2 separate regions of the Mus musculus genome follow, and region 2 is linked to region 1. A link is a contact called in public Hi-C data. All regions are on one chromosome and are shown on one strand. The core of a region is the stretch at or near the end of the contact, and the rest is flanking DNA. Distances in the headings are between cores, read along the strand shown. Region 1 has its middle 59 kb from the start of Trib1. Region 2 has its middle 11 kb from the start of Gm19510.

Region 1 (5,800 bases), core at 2,024-4,523:
GAGAGAGAGAGAGAGAGAGAGAGAGTATTTCTATTCATCTCCAGAACTTCACATCCCCACCAGACCCCACATTTGAGGGCAAACACATTATATCATCTTTCTGAACTTTGGGTGGTCTGCACTAGGATCATCTGGAAGTCTTTAGACTACGTCTATGACTGCATCCTATCCAAAGAAGTGCATACAATCTTTTGAGGATAGAGCATTCCTGTTTAAAACTATCTGCCCAAGTGATTTGAAATATGAACACCTGAGCTGAGAGACATTGGCTTAGGACTTGTCATCGAGCCAGAGAATGCTGCCTGGTACTTTTCTGGTAGGTTGCTTATGGTCTGGGATGGTTGGTGGCCCTCAGGAGGGTGACCTCTGAACAGGTGGTTGAGGTACCTGCTCTAATTGGTAAAAACCATAACCTCTGAAGTTAGGTAGCCTGGGATTGAATTCCAGTTCTGTCTTTATTGGCTAGGTGACTTTGGGTAAATTGTGAACCTCTTATAAACTTACTTTGTCTACCTATAAAGTGGGCCTTCTGATAACATTCACTTCATGGGGCTGTGAAGGGTGAATGCATTCTGCTGCAAACTCAACAGAATATCACTCAGCGCACAGAGCACTGTGGACAATGTGGGGGAGGGGTCTATGCCTTCTTAACTTCTAGACCCCAGTGTGAAGCTTTGTAACTTGGTGGAGGAGTCTTTCCCTAAAGACAAGTTCATGTCTGCTTCACTTTGTTCCATATCCCAGATTAGTGCTCTTTCCTGTAAGTCTTGTCTGCTAAGCCTGAAGGCTTTCAACCTGACTGTGAATCGTAATTCACAGAGAGAGTTATCGGTAGTACAGATTCCCAGGTCACTTCTGTCTGCTTCATCTCATTATTGCCTAACAGGCCTTGGGTGAAGCCAGGGACTGGGGATTTGACAATACTTCCCAAGTGTTATGGTTTGAACATATAGTATTCTTTATAAAGTCATGTATTTGAACACTTGGATTCCTACTGACAACCCTGTTTGGGGGAGGTTGTGGAATCTTTTGGAGGTGATGTTTCACTGGAGGAAGTGGGCTGAGAGGCAGACATTCAGTATTATAGCTTAGCCCCACTTTTGACCCCAGACCCTCTATGCCAACTGGTCCACTGAACTTGACACTATATGATCCTGCCGCCACGTAGCTGCCTACCCCCTGTATCTTCCCTGTCATGATATCCCCTTAAACTGTAAGCCAAAATAAATCACTTCTTGTCAGGTATTTGTTCAGAGCAACTAGAAGAGTAACCTGACCACATGACTTCCCCTACCACTGGCCCCAGTCCTGGAGATGGAACTAGGACTCTCTGTGTGCTTAGGGAAGCAGTTTTCTTCTGAGCCACAGCCACAGAATCTTACCCAAAATGTCTTAAAAATTCAGCCAAACACTGCAGTGGATACAAAACTCCATGGAAGCCCATAAGATTACACAGGTCCACAAGTCAGCAAAAAATCCTTTTGTCATCCAGTGAGTCTAGACTTTAGCTTTGGAAAATACAGCTAATGTATTTTCTAATGGTGGGGAGATTTCCACGGAGTCATTGCGACTCTCATGCCTTGCAATAGCTTGAAAAACAGATTTCTCAGCAACTCCTATCAGGAGCCAGAGTCTGTTTCTTGCTTCTTGAATCTTGGCTCGTAGTCCTTCACGGCTCTTTTGTCTTTACTGTTTGGACCAGCTTCCTGAGACCACTGTGGAGGCTGAGAGGCTATAGGCAGGACCAAGAGGTCCCAGCCACAGCTGAGCACTACCCACCAAGTTCATGAGTGAGACCATCTTGTTCTTCTGTTCCAGCTGACTAGCCGGCAAACACAAGCTAATGTGTTTACAAGTTGAAGCAAGGGCAGCAGGAGAGCTTATTTGATGATCAGAACTGTGAGAAATGAGCAGATCTTTGTCAGTTCAGCCAGCATGATGCAGGGTTGTTACAAGGCAATAGATGCCAGGAATGCTACCCATGCTGGGCTTGAAAGACAGCTCAGTAGACAAAGTGCTTACAGTGCGATCATGAGGACGGGAGAAGCAGGGGTAAAAAACACGAAGGAAGGGGTGGCATTATGTAACTCTAGGGTCAGGGAGTTTGGGATAGAAGGATCACTTGGGCCCACTGATTAGCTATTCTAATAGATTTGGTAAGCTCCAGGTTTAGTGAGAAACCATCCATTAAACACACACACACACACACACACACACACACACACACACACACACGCACGCACACACAAATAGTAAATAAAAAAAAGGAAAAGATTCACAATTTCCCTTCCTTTAGACTCAGAGTCCATATCAGCCAGAAAGGTAGCCAGAAGAGGGACATGCAATCTCCCAGTCCCTGGGGAGTCAGATCTGTGCCCCAGGTCAATCTAAGAGGCTGGAAAGTCCCAGGGGGCCACATTTGGCTACCGAGGCCAAGGCAATGTAAACCCCATCTGACCCCTTTGCCTTTGGAAGCCTCATTGTCCCAGGGCTCGGGGATCCGAGATTCTAACTATGCCCAGCATCTTCTATCTGCACTGTGGCAATACTCCTTCTGTGGCCTGGGGCCTTGGGAAAGCTCGGTGCAATCGTGAATGAGTTAAACGCTATCTGATCATAAGTCAGAGAGCCTGTTTTCATTTTCAAAACTCTGTGTGTCAGTGGCTCTAATGCAATGTCCAGCTATATCTTGAGCAAGTGACCGGCAGGGGACATAGGATGCTATTTACTCAAGATAGCTTCATCACGCAAAAGCAGCTTGCCTAACCCGGTTTGTAAACGAAGGTTACGAGACCACCATTGCAACAGTGATTGCTCTGGGGGATGGTCCCAGGAGGGAGCTGGTCCCTTCAGGCCAAATTTGGGGCCCTTTTCTACTTTCTGGAGCTCTGGGGACCCCTGGGTCTCTGGCAATGAGCAGAGCAAAAACAGAGTTGGGAAATCCTGATTGAGGTGCTGTGGTCTGAGTAAGAGTGGCTGCCTCCGGGCAGCAGCGGGCTTCCTGCTGCCTTGGAGGAAAGAGCCTCAGGTGTTGGCAGGATTTGGAGATGATTAGGGACTGGTGGGTGGGTCATAGGGGAGGGGTCTGGACACACGGAGAGAAGATGGTGACGAGCTTTTGAAAAGTTTGGTGTGGGTCTGCAGGGCTGGGAACAGCGGTCAGTTCTAACCCAGCAGTAAAATCATGGTGGGTGGTGTCTGTCTACCGTGCCCACTGTTAGGGATGGCCCCTGTGAGTGTTTCCTGGAACGTCAGATCGTTAGAAAGTCTTCATGGTTTCTGTTTCTCCCTTTTGCCCAGGGTCTGAGTCACTGAGACCTCAGCCACCACTTGTATTGCTGTATCTTCCACAACTACCACCACCATCAGCAATACTTTCACTGCCTTGTCTGTCACCATCATCACTATCACAAGGACCACACTCACCATCAAAACACCCCCCCCCACACCTGTCCTGTAGCCATCATCAATACCTCAATCCTACCACTGTTATCACCGATAACCCTGTCACCATCACCACCACCACCACCACCATCAGTACCACTCACAGCACCACCAACACCATCCGCAATAACACCATCACTGCTCCCACTGACATATCCTGGCTGCCATTAACAATGCCGCCACCACCACCATCGTGACCACACTTCCTCTCCTACCACCACCAAGTGCCTCATTCAATACCTTATGAGTATTTCAAGGCACGTTCCTATATTCAGTTAGTTCTTACAACATTCACAAGAGCCAGGCATTACTGTACCCATTTTATGTCTTGGGAAATTAAGGCTCAAAGACAAAATGATGTTTTTTGTTTTGTTTTGTTTTGTTTTGTTTTGTTTTGTTTTGTTTTCCTGGAGACCTCTAGGTGAATGTATACTCTATGCAGGAATACTCATAAATCCAGGTGTGGTAGTCATATTTTCAAAACTTAAAAAAATTAATTTTGGTAACAATTGAATATATACAAAATACTATAATTTCAACCCACAGTTGCTGGCCTTTTCCCCTCCCTCAACATGATTCCCCACCCCCAGTGTGGACTCACAGCTCACCTCATTCTGAGAGGTCACTTTCCCAGTGCTCTGTCACAATATGTGGCTGGTGGCCAGGGTGTCAGACAGCACTAATCTAGATCTTCCAATGACCTGTATTCTTTTTTTCCTTATTGAAACCTCTCCCCTCTCCCATAATATTCACCATATTTTCTCTGTTCCTAAAGAGGAGTTTTGAGCCAAGTTATTCCCTAGGTCTTTTCTGGTGCTAAGGTTGTCTGAGGGCAGAATGAAGCCAACACCCTTTAGGCTTTCCTGAGACCCGAGACACAGATGGGATCTGGGAGACAAGGGAAGAGACTGCCCCAGACTGGCACCAGAAATGTATTGTCGTTATCGTGGATATTAGGGACAGGCAGTGACAGATACATGAAACCTATACCCAGAGATACACAGGCAGCAGGACACAAGGACCCCTTCACTCCAAGACACAAGACATGAAAGTGCAAAGAGAGGCACAGGGACATGGTACGCTGAGGTCTGAATGTGTCTTTAAGTCCCTGATGTTATCGGAACTGTCCTGCCCCGTACGGGCCAGATATAATTCCACAGACAGCACACATATGATATGAGCACTGGGTTAAAGGCTCACGTGAGGATGGGAGATAGGGTGGTCATATCGTGGGATGTATGGAAAAGCCTTAAGGGCATCCATTGCTTTATCAGCTAACTAAAAGCAATGGCAAACCAAACATGTGCAGACCCCAGTCTTTACCCTCACCTGTATCCTACATTTCTTTCCTTCCATGTAGGTGCACTTTATGTGTGGACATTGGGTCACTGTGGGAAAAGTACTGTTCCCCTAGGCCAGCTAAGCAAAGTTCAATTGTTCCAGCTCATGACATTCCCCAGGGCCCTACCCAGCCATCTCTGTAGCTGCCTCTCAAGGATGTTGGAATTCTGCCTCTGTTTCTCTCTCTAACTTTCTTTCCTCAGGGTCAACCCTGAGTTTCTCTCTCTCTCCTCTTTGGTTTTCCCAGTGTTTCTCCACATAGCCCTGGCTGTCCTGAAAGTCTCTTTGTAGACTAGGTTGGCTCAAACTGACAGGGGTCTGCCTGCCTCTGCTTCCCAAGAGCTGAAATTAAAGGTGTGTCCCCATGTCCCTGGCCTGTTCCCTACTCTCTTGATCCTCTAGTCAGCCAACTCTCTGTTTCTTTTGCTTATGGGTAGGAGAAATTTTCTCCTACAGTGGAGTCTCAGTCCAGCACTATGTTCCTGTTCCTCGAATCCCTGGTTTCAGCATGCCCCGAATTCCCACACCCTTGACACTGGAGGAGATACTGAAGAGGGTGTTGGGGGGCTCACGGGGAGGATCCGCCTTCCCTACTCTTCCTTCTGAAGATGTGCCCTCCTCAGGCCTTCCGGGCACTCCCATCTATCTGTAAGTCTTGCAGGGCAGGTGCTACTTAATCCTAAGGGGAAGGGAGTAGCTGTCTTAAGATGAGTGCTGTGACAGAGGGCCTGAACTCTTTCTCTAGTTCCTCTGGTCCTGTATGAGTGAGTGAGTGAGTGAGTGAGTGAGTGAGCTAACCTGGCTCAACCACTTCAAAGCCGTTGGTCACCCAGATTAGGTCATCCCCAGTTGGAGGATGTTCCTTGAGTATTCCTCTGGGTCCCTAGAGGCATTGCTCAACCCTGACAAATGAGCACCACAGTTCCAGGGTTTTGAAATTTTTCTTCTTCTTCTTCTTCTTCTTCTTCTTCTTCTTCTTCTTCTTCTTCTTCTTCTTCTTCTTCTTCTTCTTCTT
Region 2 (5,800 bases), core at 2,474-4,973, 77 kb after region 1:
CTGACACTGGTAAGCAACCGAGAAATCTTTCATACTGAAAAAAAAATCTTTCATACTGTTTTTCTTTTTTAAGACTGAATAACAAATCACTTAAAATATAGCAGCTTCAAACAAGATCTAGTGTTCTTCCAAACGTTTTTTTTTCTGTGTGTGTGGTAGTCACAGCTAGTTGGTTAGCTGTCCTCAGCTAGAGGTTACCTGGGGTGGACATAGCCAAGATGTCTGGTTATCTCCAGACTCAGTCTCCCCAGATACCCTCCCATCATTATAGTGAAATCCAAGCTTCTCCACAGCTTGAGGGATGGATTCTAAGATGGGGAGAGAGCTGCCCAACCTCCTGGAGCCAGCTCAGTCATTCTAGAACACTGTTTCTGCAAAGTTTATTTGGGCCAAGTAGGTCTTAAGATTCAAAGGGAGAGAAAAAAGAGTCCCCGTCCCCCCCCCCCCCCCCCCGCTTGTGAGGTAAGGAACAGATATGTGCCAGATATGTGCACAGAGACCGGACAGGCTGTTGGTGACTAGAGGAGAGACTACCACAAAGATGCCAGCAGGATCCTCAGAGTATCCTCATTTGCATGAGGATAGCTGCTGAGGTTTGGTTGTGGTTTGCCTACCAGCAAGATGGGTTTACTTCCCAGGTAGTGGAAACCACAGGGTGCCAATGCTAAAGCTGTGGTTATGTCCTGGTTTTGACCAGGCCATTGCTTAACCTCTTGCTTTGTCCTCCAGGTGATGCCGCAAAGCAGTAGAGAGTTGAGATGACCAGTGTAGGGAGCACCACCAGTGGGTGGCAGGACCAGGGGTGCTGTTGCCCCATGATTGAGGAGATGATTATTGTGCAAAAAATATGCAGATTTTCCACCTAAATTATGGGATGATTCACAGAGTCTTCCTGGACCGCCATCCCTTTGTTTGGCTTATGTGGACAACAATGTCTACTTTATGCAAGAGAAGAGATAGTGGCAAGCTGCATCACGTTAGAGTCAGACCACCACAGTTTGCACCCTTGTGCTTCAGCCGTGTCGCTTTCTAACCATATTCTTCTTTGAAAAACAGCTAATTGCTCTGATTTTCTGTTAAGGAGAGAAAATAATATTCAGTGTCTATAGAGTCATACAAATTTGATGTGTTTAAAAGGAACGAGGCATCTGTCCTTTTTAAAATATTGTTTTAACACTGGATGTGTGATTCACATGTGGCCAGTAGCTTAAGTTTTCAGCAGCCCTTATTAGAACACTCAAATGGGCCTGTGCTACCTAGAGGCTAGCACATTCTTTATGCAAATGGTGGCTATTGTTTCTGGGAAAATGGGTTCTTTGCTCATTTCTCCCCTTGTCATATTTGCACTGGAGGAACGATGGAGCAAACACCTCAGTTGTTTCTCCCTTTAGCTGCTCTTCTGAAAGCAACAAATGTCTAAAGTTGCTTCCAGTTTGTTATTTGCTGCGGGCGGAGAGACTCTCTGTCAAGTGGTGATATAGGCTTTGTCCTCCTTCCCTGATTTGTGGCTTCACTCCCTGCTCCCACATGAACACCGGGGAAGAGTGCACCTTGTTCTTTGTCTCCAGTTCATCTCTCTTTAGACAGATGAGCATCGGATCCCAATGAGATTGGAGCCTCACTCCAACAGCTACTGGCTGTCATGATGTTAGTTCAGCTCTCATCTGTATCCTGGAAATAGCAGCAGTGTCTGCCTACATATTGAGCAATTAAATGAGGTAATATTAACCAGAAGAGTTTACGTGGCGCCTGGTGTATAGCAAGGGGCAACTATAGTGAGCAGGTTGAAGCAATTAGTAGGCACATTCAAATTCAAAGACCCAGTTAAAAAGCTGCTTTCTTCTAGGAAGACTTCCCAAGCTGCTTCCGGTGAAAACCGAGCACTTTCTTCCCACTCTCTCTCTACCATTTTTGTAGATTTTTCTATTTTCACACTGGATTGGTCCTCACTGTGAGCTCAGAGTTTGTGCCTCTGGTCTGTACCAGGTCTAGACACAGAGTAGAGCTAGCGTCTGTCTCACTGTTTACTAGTGTGACCAGGGCACCTCCTCTCACCAAGCTTGCAGATGCCCTTTGTGACTCTTTTGCCCCTATAAGGAGCTTAGACGATTCTTTAGTTTGACTTCACTTGTAGTGGTGACTCTTGGGGCTGGAGAGAGACTTTGGTCACTATCATGGAGTCGTGTCTCCTTCTGAAGTTCGGAGGTCAGAGCTCAGAGCTTCGGTTCCTTAGCAGAGTGCAGTAGGCTCACTCTCACCATTGTTGGGATTAGCCAGGAGCACTGGTGTTAAAGCAGATAGTAGGCTCCCCCAGTCAGGGTTGCTTTCCTCTGGCTCTGCCTCCAAGCAGTTTCCTAGCCTTGAAGTTCACTACAAGCGCTGCAGGCACTCTTTTAGGAGGTCCTCGCTACAGACGTGATGTGCACACTTAGTCTTTTCAGTCTAAGGGTTGCCTACTGGGTGTACCACAATTCAGTTAGCATCCCGAGAAGGGTAGGTGTGAAACCAATGCTCCCCTTCTCCACTGGAAATCACAGTGTGTTCTTATCTAGAAATTCCACAGAGATGCTCCCCACCGTGGTCCGAGGACAGGAGGAAAACCATCTGTGAGCAGTGAAAATTGATCCAGTCTCAGAGCTCCTGACATCCTCTTGGATCCTGGGAAAAGCTGAGAAAAAGAATCCGGAAGACTAGCTCTTTCAGGGCTCAATGGGGGTGGGGGTGGGGGTGGGCACTGGCTGCAGTCAGGAATTTGACTTTGGAGCCCTGCATCAAAGAAACTATGCTGTGTCAACAGTGATGCTCGATGTCAGTGAGAATTCATGACAGAGTGGTAGAGAAAACTCATGGCAGCTGTAAATCTAGTCACACACCAGTCCCTTCTGGCCTGGTGCCTTCAAGGGGGGGGGTGTTAGGGGATGGCGGGGGTGGGGGTGGGGTGGGGGGGGATGGCGGGGGACTCGGTTTGGCTTTTATTTGGCTTTCCACAGGGCTTCGGAATAATTTGCTGGGTAGTGAGGAAACCTCTCCGCAGTGCATTCTGAGCTTACTGCGTCCATGCAGGCAGGTGCTTGGGGAGATTAATTAGGAAAATAAGTGGAATGTGATTGCAGTTGGGCTCCGAGTTTACGGAGCACTTGGTACCAGGGAGACTAATCACCCCAGAGGGCATTGTGAAATTCCGAGGAGATGCAGGCTTCATTAGCTTTTGTTTGGAGGATTACAGGATGGATGGCTCATCAGAGGGGAGGAGATGGTGATTCCTGGACGTGGAGGTGGCTGCAGCGAGGAACAGGCATGCCTGGGGTCTAGTCAGAAGGCCGCGAGCCCGGGTCATAATTCTGTGGAGCGACGCAATGGGAAAAGATGACAAATGGAAGAGCTGAAGTGACTCACTGAGGGGTTTGAAGTGTAACTCTTGGCTACCTCCGTTTTCTCTGGCTGTGGCTGGGAGGGGACTGGGCTGTCAGAAAGGGCTGTGTTCTTTCTCCAGGGCTCTACAGGCTCAAAGATGGGCCTCTGGTCTGTGCTCGCCAGTGGTGCTATCAGCCTTTCAAACTCCGTATCCACTGGCCGTTCTAAAAAAAAAAAAAAAAAAAAAAGCCAACGCGGCAGCTCCGGGTGGCCAGGATTGCGACACCAAATGTGTTTGTTCCCCATGTTTGTGAAATACCTCAGAGGCACTGTCCCAGTGCCACCTGACTAGTTTTCTGATTGCCACACGGCCCTGGCTCCATCTGGCAATACTCAACTGCGGCTGACTTGATTTTGAGATGTTTGTGGCCTTAGCCCTCGCTCTGCCTGCCCAAGTAAAGTGGGCTTTTTACCTTCCCAGCTTTGAATACCATTTGATGGGTTTGGAATTAGCTCTGCGGGCCTGTGGTGAGCATTGTGGCCGTGGATGGCTTACTCAATCTCTCTGGGCCCTAGCCACTTCCACTGCGTGCTGATAACAATTCCTACCGTGTATGATTGTGAACTACATGTGTGACACCCAGACAGGAGGTCAGGACCTCAGGTCACTAGCAAACTTCCTGCCCTTCACAACCCGCCCCCCCACCCCCCCAATCCCAAGTTGCCGAAAGCAAAGCTGACCTCCCTGATCTTCAAGTTGTTTAAATTCAAACGTACTTTTAATTTTTGCAAATGTATGGTTGTCAAATTTTGCCTGAAAGCAGGCAGTAATTGAAAGCAGTCTGGTTAATAGATACCTTAATGGGAGCCCAGAAACCCCTGAGATGGACTCAAGAATTGCTTTAAGTTCTTAGTAGCACTGCCCTAAAGGGACAAATCCAATAATTATTGAGCTTCTATTATGTGTCATGAACAAAGAAAGTAGTATTGCATGTAATTTTCATTTTAAAAAATTTCCTTAACCTTAAGCAGATAGCGTTACTTTAAAGTACTTAGTTACTTAAAGTACTTAGTACTTACTAAATATTAACTGAACGACCTTTATGTGGTAAGCATTGTTCTATAAAGAACATGCAAGAAACCTGACAGCCAGCCTGGAGACATGACTTACTGAAGGTCACATGAAGCTGTTCCATGGCGGTCCCGATACCATTCTAACCCTTTTAAGTCTTAGCCTAGGATGCTTAGGCACAGATGCAGGCATGCATATATGGGCACCCATAAAACACAGCATACGAACATGTTCATGCATAAAAGCACACCCACAATCACATGCACACACACACATGTACACACACACACACACATATATCATGTCAACATACACATGCTCACATACTAGAACAGCACAGCAAGCAATTGCATCTATATTCCGTTCTCACACATCTGCAAGGACACATGTGCTTGCACACGTTCATATGCACATTCTGCACATCAGAGTATCAAATTTCTGAGAACTCTGGCTCCCAGAAACAGCAGCCTTTACAGATGCAGCCAATGTTTTATCCTCTGTTCCTCTCTTCTTCCTCTTTCCATCCTTCTTTTTCTTCGTCCACCCCTCTTCTACCACTTTTCTTTCTTTCCCCTTTCAATTTCTTCGTCCCCCCAACTTCATTCTGTAGCCATATGTCTCTTCCTACCTTTCTAGCTATGACATTTTAGCTCATTTGCAGCCTCTGCCCTGCCCCACCCCCTCCCACCCCCATGGCTCATCAGAACAATCAAGCACAAAATTGAGACTCTTCGAGGCCACTAGGAGTTGAGTCTGCATGGCACACTGTACCTTGGCTAGGCTTCCCCCTATGCAGATGTGCTGACCCCTGGGAACCCCTCCTCTGTGCCTTCGCCCAGAGTGTATTCATGGTCAAGTCTGGTTGTTGAAGTTGAGAGTCCCCAGCCTGGCCCCAACCTGCTCTGCTCTCTCATACATGTGCCAAGTGCCTGTGAAGACTTCTTCCAACTGTTTCATCATGCCTCGGGGTGGGGATGCAGCTCTTCTGCATTTCAACACTCTGTTTCCACCTGGCACTTCCATTGCCAGCTAATAGGTGAAGTAACTCATCTCCAGGCTGACATCCATCACGCTGTGCTTTATGGGGACCCGCACTCTGATCCCTAACATGCTCATGGGGCTGTGACAAGACCAACCTGTAGCCTTTAGTAGCCACCAGCGGTGGCTTGGGAGGGGGCAGTGGTTCTGGGTTTCTCAGCTCATCTGTAGAGATAATTCAAAATCTGCATTATTTCATCATCTCGGCAACTCAAGGTGGGGGTGGTGGAATTTGAGAAACTTCGGCAACTCCTGGGTCTCAGTCCAACTGAGGATCTTTCCCAACTCATCTGCTTTCTTGTGGTATCTGGGACATCTCTCTCTGTCTCTGTCTCT

The links. A called contact is a pair of places that touch in the nucleus more often than the background predicts.
Region 2: a Hi-C map of neutrophils shows a contact between it and region 1, with 4 times the contacts expected there. The contact joins two enhancer-like sites. A contact is called at or near these places in 1 of 15 datasets of contacts at CTCF or cohesin (CD8 T cells), 5 of 484 Hi-C or Micro-C datasets (CD8 T cells, Th1 cells, brown adipocytes and 2 more), 5 of 115 datasets of contacts at active chromatin or transcription factors (CD8 T cells, bone marrow-derived macrophages, hepatocytes and 2 more) and 1 of 9 other capture datasets (embryonic stem cells).

What each region holds. Positions count from the first base shown.
Region 1 is chr15:59,704,523-59,710,322 of GRCm38.p6, forward strand. No RefSeq gene overlaps it. Among named protein-coding and RNA genes, the nearest start is that of Trib1, 59 kb to the left of the region's middle. Within about 2 kb of position 3,274, at least 25 of the 459 cell types and tissues checked have an H3K27ac peak or open chromatin away from gene starts, as enhancers often do. A contact at or near this core is called in brown adipocytes and neutrophils, where this site is marked.
Region 2 is chr15:59,780,773-59,786,572 of GRCm38.p6, forward strand. No RefSeq gene overlaps it. Among named protein-coding and RNA genes, the nearest start is that of Gm19510, 11 kb to the right of the region's middle. Within about 2 kb of position 3,724, at least 156 of the 459 cell types and tissues checked have an H3K27ac peak or open chromatin away from gene starts, as enhancers often do. A contact at or near this core is called in brown adipocytes and neutrophils, where this site is marked.